Linked DNA regions of Zea mays: region 2 is linked to region 1. Evidence: chromatin contacts called from public Hi-C data. All regions are on one chromosome and are shown on one strand. The core of a region is the stretch at or near the end of the contact, and the rest is flanking DNA. Distances in the headings are between cores, read along the strand shown. Region 1 holds the start of LOC101027224 (aspartic proteinase nepenthesin-1). Region 2 holds the start of LOC100217283 (GPI-anchored protein).

Evidence for each region. A called contact is a pair of places that touch in the nucleus more often than the background predicts.
Region 2: a Hi-C map of leaf shows a contact between it and region 1, with 9 times the contacts expected there. The contact joins the promoter of LOC100217283 here to the promoter of LOC101027224 in region 1. A contact is called at or near these places in 8 of 25 Hi-C or Micro-C datasets (ear, endosperm, leaf and 2 more).

The regions. Positions count from the first base shown.
Region 1 is chr5:211,756,450-211,761,288 of Zm-B73-REFERENCE-NAM-5.0, forward strand. LOC101027224 (aspartic proteinase nepenthesin-1) reads left to right here and starts at 1,862. Exons shown (of 3, transcript NM_001279913.1): 1 at 1,862-2,034; 2 at 4,779-4,839. The coding sequence starts at 1,938.
Region 2 is chr5:211,960,597-211,965,435 of Zm-B73-REFERENCE-NAM-5.0, forward strand. It overlaps LOC100217283 (GPI-anchored protein), which reads right to left and starts at 1,951. Exons shown (of 3, transcript NM_001143634.1): 1 at 1,574-1,951; 2 at 1,422-1,481. The coding sequence starts at 1,670. LOC100381849 reads right to left here. Exons shown (of 15, transcript NM_001361546.1): 12 at 4,641-4,803; 13 at 4,173-4,531; 14 at 3,334-3,408; 15 at 2,785-3,143. The coding sequence ends at 3,123.

The DNA.
Region 1 (4,839 bases), core at 612-3,111:
GAGTGTGCTAATATGGAGCCTGTTCAAGCGCTTATTTGCGTTATAGGGCCTGAATTGTATACCCATAATGCTTATTGACGCGACATCATTTTCTTTAAGCATATGCATCAAAGCATATGCCTAAGCACAAGTTGCATGTACCCATAATAAAGCCTAGCCGCACCCGCACCATACGCAGCATCGCTACCAAATATTAATACACTAGCGCCACAGCCCTGGACGCCACGTTGTGCGCGCATCCTTTTCTCCTCGCCTTTGATGGACAGGGACGAATTTGGTGCCCGTGGCCACGCGCAACTTTGGATCTATTTAGAATATCTTCAATTAATTATTGGAAGAGTAAATTTAGATCGAAACATTATCAGTGGACAATTTCACAAGTGAATCTGTCATCTACCGTGGATCTATCAGATCAGACAGTCGTTTAGATATTTAGAGTTAAATTGTTTGAAGCGAATCCAAATTTGGTGGAGTTTTTTCTCCTTTATTTATTGGGCCGACGACGGAGCTGCCTGCATGTCTGTTGACGGATCGGCCATGGGTGAGGCCGGCCGCCGCACCGCATCACGCGGCGGAACAGCGCACATGTGGTTGGTGAGATGGCCGCTTCCGTTGCTGGTGCTGCTGGTGCTGGTGTGGCCGGTTGGTGCGCGCCTCGGCCTCGGCCTCGGCGCCTCCACCACGATGAGATTATTCTCCTGTCACTTCCAGCGGGCGGCAGCAGTGCGGTGGCGGTTGCGGTTGGCGGTGCGGCACCTGCACTGCACAGCACACCCAATCGGATCCAAAGCCGGAGGAGGAGGCGTCCGGCTGAAGCTTCGTTCCGACGAAAAGATTCCGTCACCGGCTAATCAGATGCAGATGCTGCTGGCTACCTAGATTCTCTCTTCCTTGCTGCAGAGGAACTTGATTACTCTTACTAGTTACTCCTATACGATAGCATATGACGCCGCGTGCCGGCAGATACACAGACTTGGACTAGCATGCAGCTTCGTGTTCACCTCTCTTTCTCTGTCGTTCTGAAATCTGAAGCGAGAATGAGACTTGACTGAAAGACTGAACTGGCTAGCTAGTAGCTATACAGAAACTAGTATAGCTCTCTGACCAAGTGGATATCTGTCGGAGGCACTCCTGCAGACGGTGGTCATTGTTGTTGTCCCGTGTTGCGTCGCATTAGCATTCGGTAACCACCTCGGTCGATCGATCGGTCTAGCATTTTTCGTCAAAGCTAGTACGGGGGGCGATGCTGGACGACATTTATCACTGGCGCGTGATTGCTGTTTAGACTGACAGGTGCGCATAACCGCCAGCTTAATTAATTGAGCATGGTGAGTAGAAGGCGGGGCAGCTTCATAATTGTGCACCTACCTTGCATTGGCTTTTGCGCTGCAGAAAAGCAAATACCTCTCTTGGTCTTGGCTACCATCTCGCTGCTGCACACGTCACAGGCACAGGGCAACAGCAGCAGTCCTAGTTCTGAAAGGCAACAACGATACCGGTACACGAGCCGTCGGCGTCGGAACGGAAGCCTCCAATCAGAAAAGAAAATAAAATGGACCAAAGAATGGAAAACAAAAAAAAGGAGATGGAAAAAAAAACTCTGACGCGCCTGAACTGATACGATCATGATCTCTCAGCAGCAGAGGAGAGGAAAAAACAGTTAGAGAACGGACTACGGAAGCAGTGGTAGTACGTAGTACTCAGGTGGTTGGACTGGATTAAAAGGGGTCGTTTTTCAACCGCCGAGGCTGAAAGCTACCGCGGGGGTTCGCAAGCTAGCAAAGCAGGACGGGCGGGCGCGCCATCGGAATCTCTATAAAAGGCCGCGAGGTGGCCAGGCTTAACTTCATAGAGAGAGCCACTGGCCACAGGCAGGCAGGAGGATCGGACGAGTCGGCGAGGAAGCTGCCTGCTTTCAGATAGAGAGAGTTATTAAGATGGCGTTGCTTCGGCTGCTTGCCATCTCCCTGCTCTTCGCAGTGGCCACTCCTGTCAGGGACATCGCCCACGATGCCTGCTCGTCAGAAGTGAAGGGTACTGCTCCTATCCTCATGTGCTCGTTAGTCACTTGCATGTTTTTTTTTTTGCCGATAATTCATGCATGTGTTTGCTTGCAATGGTTTTTCTGCACGTACGTAACTGACCAGGCTCGTAAACGATATATAGCGCTAGCAGTGTTTCATCTTTCAAATCGAAATTATATATCAGCGGCGCGGCGCTAGATTCATGCATGATCTCCATGCAAACCTGAAAGACTGAAACTTCGGTGGGCAAAATTAGTTTAAAAAAATGAAGCGCGGAGCGGAGGTTGATCGAACCTGTTGCCTAGTCCACGAGTCCACGACAGGCATAAAGCGAGTTTATAACTGAACGAAAGCTGACAGCTACTAGGGTGTGGGACCGTGTGTGAGCCAAAAGGACTGACGATCGAATCTTCGCAGGAAAACATTATCGACAGACAGCATACAAAGTTAGTATGTTAGGTACACTTATGTCTGTACTGTACTAGACTACTGCTAGTAGATTATGAATTCCGTCGCCACTAGCACTAGCTAGCCCCCGCCGCCGCGCAAAGCGTCCAAGTTAGGCCTAGCTAGGCGGCCCAATTGGCGCTTACCACCCTTGTGCTCTGCTACCACACTGATAGGCAGCCTGGCTGGCCCGGTGCCACACACCGTCGAATTTCCTTTTTGACTGAAAACAAAAAAAAAGTGTATGAGAAGACACGCCGCCCGTTCGTTACCATCCACATGCTAATCTATCAACAGGATGTTTTCGCCTGCCGACATGCATTTTTCGAACAAAGGGAGTTTGTTTCATCGAACAAAATGGTGTCTACATTCAGAGGATATGCATGTGTGTAATGTGACCAACATGCATACGCACAGCACGACAGCATAGCAGATAGCAGCCTAGCACAGTAGCACGCAATTATTATTATCTGTTTGGCAACAATAGCCGTTTTTAGCTTTTATCCTGACAAGATGAGATCTAGAGACCTGAATTTAATTTATATCGGCTTTAGTTTTTGGAACCCATCCATCGACCATCGATCACACACGGCTCCGATGGAATTGATGCATGGCTCGTACGCAAGTTGAGATTCAGGTGGACCGAGTAGTACTTCTCCCCTCCACTCCACCCGTGAAGAAAGAAGCCAATCAATCGCTTCCCGATTCCCACCGCCAACCACCGTCCATCACGTCCGGAAAAAAGGATGGCCGTCGAAGTGGGCAGCCAGCCAATGCACTCCTCAAACGTCACCGCACCGGACAGACATGCATGGTTTTCAATGCCGATCGCCCCCCTTCAATTGCGTGCCCACGCTGGCGGCGTAGTGGCATCATGCCTACCAGACCAGATATGTGCTGTGGCCTGTGTGTCTGCGTAGCCATCCCTGCTGTGTTGTACACAAGCATATATTCATCGGTACGACGGTACCAGTACAGTCTTCGTCGTTCTCCTCCCTGGAGAAATATCTTTTGAGGATGTTCTCTCTCTCTCTCTCACACGAAAACATAGTGTGCACGGTATATATATATATATGATCGGATGGTCTGTACTTGACCGCAAAAGACATAAGGCGTATTCAGATGGATGGTCCTTGTCACAAGCCGGCCGGCAACCACTCCAATTAAAACCCGTTGTTGGCCACTTAGCATGCTGTTTTTTTTTTCTTTTTCAGCTAGGACCGTACTACTAATATCTTGTTAACTACCAACTAAATGCATTAGCTTCGTTTTCCCCCCCTTTTTCCCCTTTAACCCTTTTGTCTTGATGCAAGATTGCAAGAGCTAGCTACTAGGTTATTGCCGATGGTAGTTTCGTTCCTGAATAATCAAATAAAACGGTCAAGCTTGACAGTTAAAGTATCACGTGTAATTACCCGAATTGTCGCCAAGCTAGTAGGAGTACTATACACATGTGAGAACTAGGGAATTTCTGATGGTATGGTAGCCATGGAGAGTAGGCGCCGTATGGTTCGCAATTTCACGTGTCGATAATGTATAGCTTCTCTGCCAACTACCTCGAATTAACACGTACAGTACGCGTCTCTTCAATGGAATTTAATACTGTCACACCCAGTTGATGCGTACATATCATCCAGCTACGCTCCAAGGTCTAAAGATGTCCTCGTGATAGAGTGCTCGGTATAGCTAGTATGATGCGCATGATTGGCACTCACAGGCTCCGAACCTGTAAAATAAAGTATTCTTTTCATGCTTGTTTCCGATCATGCGACCCGAAATTCGATCCCCTGGGGAGTTGGGAATATAATGATAAGCTAGTATAGGACTGTAGGACGACACTAATCTCTCGTCAGGCCAGTTTCATTCCAGATCTAGTGACTGCTCTGCATGTTCCAAGATGACTGAAACAGCATTAGCCCACCACATGGCATCGTACTAATACAACAGTATATTTACACATGATTGTGCATTTGGCTTTACATTGGCCACGTCACCACGTTTGGTAAGACGTCAGAACATTACATATGTTGCATCGCTATCTAATCATATAGGGCGGCTACTGGCTAAAAAACTGTACGACAGCCACTGGTGCGGTATTTAGCTCGGAGTGCGTGCGTGCGTGCGTGCGTGTTCGGTGTCGTGGCGACGATAATGCACTGATATAATCTCATAATTAAGCCATGCAGCAGAATGAAAAAAAGGTTGTTACTACAATACAGCCCTTTTGTCACGATCGCAGTACGTAAAGTAATTCGTTTGTGCGAATTAATTTATTACTGACGGAGGTATGAACTGACGAAACTGCAGATTTCCAGCACCTGAACAACAGCTCGGGGCTCCACCTGACGCTGCACCACCCGCAGAGCCC
Region 2 (4,839 bases), core at 701-3,200, 200 kb after region 1:
AAACACTCAACAACCAACACGGCCTTCATATGCAGAATTTGGATCACAAACTCAACGATGGGCGGGCATACCCAGTGTTGTAGGCTTCCCGCACTGTGCGGGGTCTGGGGAAGGGTATCTTTAAGCGCCAAGCCTTACCCGCATAATATGCAGAGGCTGGGGCTCGAACCCGAGACCTTCCGGTTACAGACGGTAGGCTCTACCGCTGCATCAGGCCCGCCCTTCACAAACTCAACGATGGAAATAAATTTTTTTTGAAGCAGGGATTCATAACACAAGTCAGAGCTACAGTCCAATTGAACAAATACAAGAGGCGCAAGAAGAGTAATGCGTGCAATCTTCCTTCAGCATATATTGATAGGTTTGCAGCACATGCAGACAATAGTGTTTGCATTCAGTAGGAACAGGCTTTTAGGTGCTTCCAATGGTAAAAACAGCACGCGGAATTATTCATAAGCTTCTTCTTGTTGACAGTGGGATTCGTGCCATGCTTACATATTATACAAGGAATGTATGAGAGCAATGGGATCCAGGAGATATGCAGATGCATGGTGGTTTGTTCTGGCATGTGTTTGAAAGCACTATAAGATTGAGGGTGATTTCTGTTGGCAGTGGCATGAGAATGAAGTGATTCTTGAGTTGTTATCTCCCAACAAGTACCTTTACAAAGTTTCAGACTTGTGCACCTAAATCTAATCACACTAATCCATTATTGTCAAGCTCTGAACATTGGCAGCAGCATGCGCAAATTGGCTAAGCATCCGCTTTTAGTCCATCTCAGAGAGGCAACTACATCAGAATAGTCTGGGCAACCATGAAGATAAAAGCCTGTCGATGTACAACAAAGGAGTTGCCAGAGCTGCAGGGAGTTGAATGTGGAACAACTGGTGATAAAGACAAATGGAGCAAGGTCAAGGCATAGCACTGAAGAATCACAAGTGCCATGGGATACCGGTGGTTTAGCGTCTTTGCATCAACTTGAGGGCAAGTCGAATTTTTATGGAGGGGAAAACGTGAGGAATCATCCTAGGTATGAGCTGGAGTTACACCATGAGCCATGTTGCCTAGTGGCCCAACCGCCCAAGCAAGAAGCAACTGAAGGGCAACACCACAAGAAGAGCAGCTGCATCAGAAAGGAGAACTCAATGAACTGAATACAGAGACATGTCCTGTTCATCTTCCTACTCCGGTTCCTGTCCCTCTAACCCTTCTCCCTCGGTCTAGAGCTATATTCCTTCCCCAATTCCGATTCACCATCCCGCTGCCAAGAGGCTGTGTAATCCAGTTTGTACCCAAACTGCTATGCCATCAATGGAGGGGTGCACTAGCGCATAACTCCCAATCTCAGATCAAAATCGCCCAATCCACGAATCAAACACGGGTTGAAGTGGTTAAAGGAGAAAGGAAGGGATGAAACGTACTATTCTTGGCCTGCAGCAAGCTCCTCCCTGTAGATCCGGCGCTCGACTGGAAGACGCTATCTGCTCACGAAGAGCAAACAGAACCAGCCCATCAGCTACGAAACCCGAAAGCGAAACAGACAGCAAGAAACACCGGAGCAAAGAAGTCGTACCGGACAGGAAAGGACCGTTCGCGGCAGAGGCGAGCTCAGCCACTACGGCGGCAGAGAAGAAGAGGACCAAGAGCCCACGCCCCGCAGACATCGCCATGCGTCCTCCCACAGAAAGCAAGAGCTCGACGCCGCCGCCGCCGCTGCTGAGACACCGGGATGGCTGGCCTCGAAGGAATGGAGCTCGTTAAGCTGACGGATCTAGGAGTCTAGGACGGCGACGACAGCGGTGGCTGTAGAACGCGGGACGACACCGGGATGGCTGGCCACGACGTTTTCGCTGGTGGTGTTTGCAAGCTCTAGCCTCCAACCCAGGTGTTGCAGCTCTACTTAATTAGCGTCGCCCGTCGCGGGGTGGTGTGAGCCTTGGAGTTGGAGGAGCTGCAGCATGGGTAGGTTGGAGACGCGAGAGCCGCGCCGGACCGGACAGCCGAGAGAGTAGAGACTCGACGCGGACGCGGTTTGTTTGGTGATTCTTTCTTTCATCTGTTCCCGCTATATGACGGCTGACGGTGGCGACGTTGGCAATTGGCAGTGGACGCTAGCTGTAGCTGGGCTGGAGAGAGAGACAGTGATGAGGATGACGGTCACGGACGATCAAAGATGGTGATTAGCTGTATATGCGTGAAGTAATCTTAAATAATATATTAATATAACTCATCATCTCCGGTAAATAAAAGAGGGCAGGACTCAGAAGACAGTAAGATAATTGCAAAATAGTGGATTAATTCCTTCCGCAGCTGAAAACGGACCTGCTGTTGCTAGTACCCTGGATCAGCGGGCAAGGAAAATTGGTCTATCCGTGAATTTCAAATGTGTATGCGTGCCTTCGTGCCCAGATTCTCACGTTATTGACACGTTCGAAATCTTTGCAGTTGGACCTTCGGCGACTCTTTCCACGCGGCGCATGCGCGCTGCTCCCGTACTCCCATGGCACACATCATCGTCCTCGCGCGTAGGTTATGTCTTCTTCTAACAGAAAACGACGGCTACCCTCTGGCAAATGGCTGTGGTCTAGTTGACAGCTCATGAGTCAAGACGTAACGAACATCATTCATCATCAATCATCGTGCTACAGAGTCTACATGCAAACGTTCCAAGCACTTGAGACGTTAGACGTGAATACTGGATATGTTGAAACAACGTGCTCACGACTAGATTTCGGCCATTTGCAAAAATTCTAAGAAAACCAAGTTCAATCAGATGTTCACATGTACCAACCAAAAAATGGATCGAATTATGGGTGAAACTAACTGTTCTGAAACACAAAAGATGCATAATACAGAACTCTTTAGCTCAATAGATTGGGCAGTGTCCGGTGATTTTCCAGGACGCTGTTATCTCGTCAGTTTATCACAGGTCAACTATCTGTTGTTATTGAGGCCCCCTGATTGAGGCTAACATGCCAATGCACTCATCTCTATAGTAAGCTGAGAAAGATAATCAGCAAAGGGCGGCCATGTACAAAGCAATGTAGTTCAATTCTCTGCCAGGCAGCAGACATTAGTAAATCGCCATCTTTTCTTGTTTCTGTACACTGCAGGTAAGTGTATTATGTACAAAATTTCCTCCGCTGCACCAAAAATATGAAAAAAAAAGGTTAGCATGCACAAGTGTGGCTATTACGAGATACATGATGATTTCAAATTCATATATTCTATAATATCAGTATATCTGAGGTAGAAATAGCTTGAATGTGTCACTTTCGGACATCAGGGCACTCGATGGATAGTGTACTAACAATTGCATGATGTCATACTTACCCTAAGATCCGGCTCCGTTACAGCTTCCAAGGTTTCTGCCATCTGCATTTGTTTGATAACTGTTGCATGCAATACCTGAAAGAACAGAACAAAAAAAGGTCATGTAATTATGTAGCATATCATTTGAAAAAAAAACAAGAAATATGATCATTTAAAAAATGAGAACAAAAAAAGTTTATCAGATGTAATGAATAATAACTAGTATTATCAAATAATGAAAATAAGTTAACCAGTTAAATCAAGAACAAATATCAAACAGATCAGATAACCAGAAAATGGCTTTATTAATTAAATCAAGAACAGATAATGAACAGTATGGATGAATAATGACTACTCCGTATGCACATTGTGCCATATCAAAAACCTACCACATAACACATTACACACTTTGGCAGTCTGGACAATAGCAGGACTTTATGAAATATGCGCAATGAAGACTCAGATCATCAGAAGATGTGTTTTAAGAGGTATCAATCAAATAAAGACCTGTGGGTTCCCACAAAGTTGTCCAAAAGATATATCCACCAGGGAACAGTTAAGGGATTACCCAACAAAACAAAAAACTTACATCAGATGGTCTCTAATAGTTGTTTTTGAACAATGAGCGGCAATGTTTTGGCCTTCAATGTGTAATTTTAACATCACAAACTTGTCATTTTTAAAATATTAGTTAAACCAACTCCATATATAAGTTGAACTTACATTGCCTGAGAGTGAAATAAATATTTTGTTTAGTAAAAAGAAGTGATATTAAAGGTACCATGGCGCTTGAACTATAAAGGCAAAAGCCAAAGCAATTCTAAGCAGCATGAGGTCCATAAGCATTGTTTGGCAGGTACCTTCTTTGTCTTCTGCAGATCAAACTCAATGGACTTTATCCTGTCAAAAGAATCTTGTATGGCCCGGTCCTTGTCCTCTGGAAGCTCTGGAGGCTTTTTGCTCAGCTGATTAAACATTGACTCAAGTCGATCAAGACGCTCCAGACAAGGATTTACACGATCTTCCTTAATTGTCTGAAGATTTGCCAGACTACTGGGTGCAGTTGCAGTATGTGAATGAACATTTTCCGAGTGTTGTCGTCGACGAATGAAGAACCGCAAAAAAGAGAGTACTTCAAGAAATATAGCAACGACTCTTCTTGATATATATTTCAAGAACCCATCATCATTGCCTACAGCATCATTTGGGGCACGCTGACCTGCTGGTTTGAACCCATAATTAAGCATGAGACAAGCTGGACATCAAGGTGCGAGAATAAAAATTCTTTATATAGCTTAATCAAATAACGTAAAATTTTAAATGGATACCGGGCGCAAGTAAACCCCCATTTATCAGGGAACCTTGTTCTGCATTGACCTGCCTAGTTTCATTTCCAGTAGAGTTGTATCTCCCGTTGGATCCTACAACTTTATCTGCCATACGAGACATGCCAATTGAACCACTATATGTTGTAGATCCTGATTCCCTCGCCTACAGGGTAAAGAATCAGAACGAATTAACTACAAA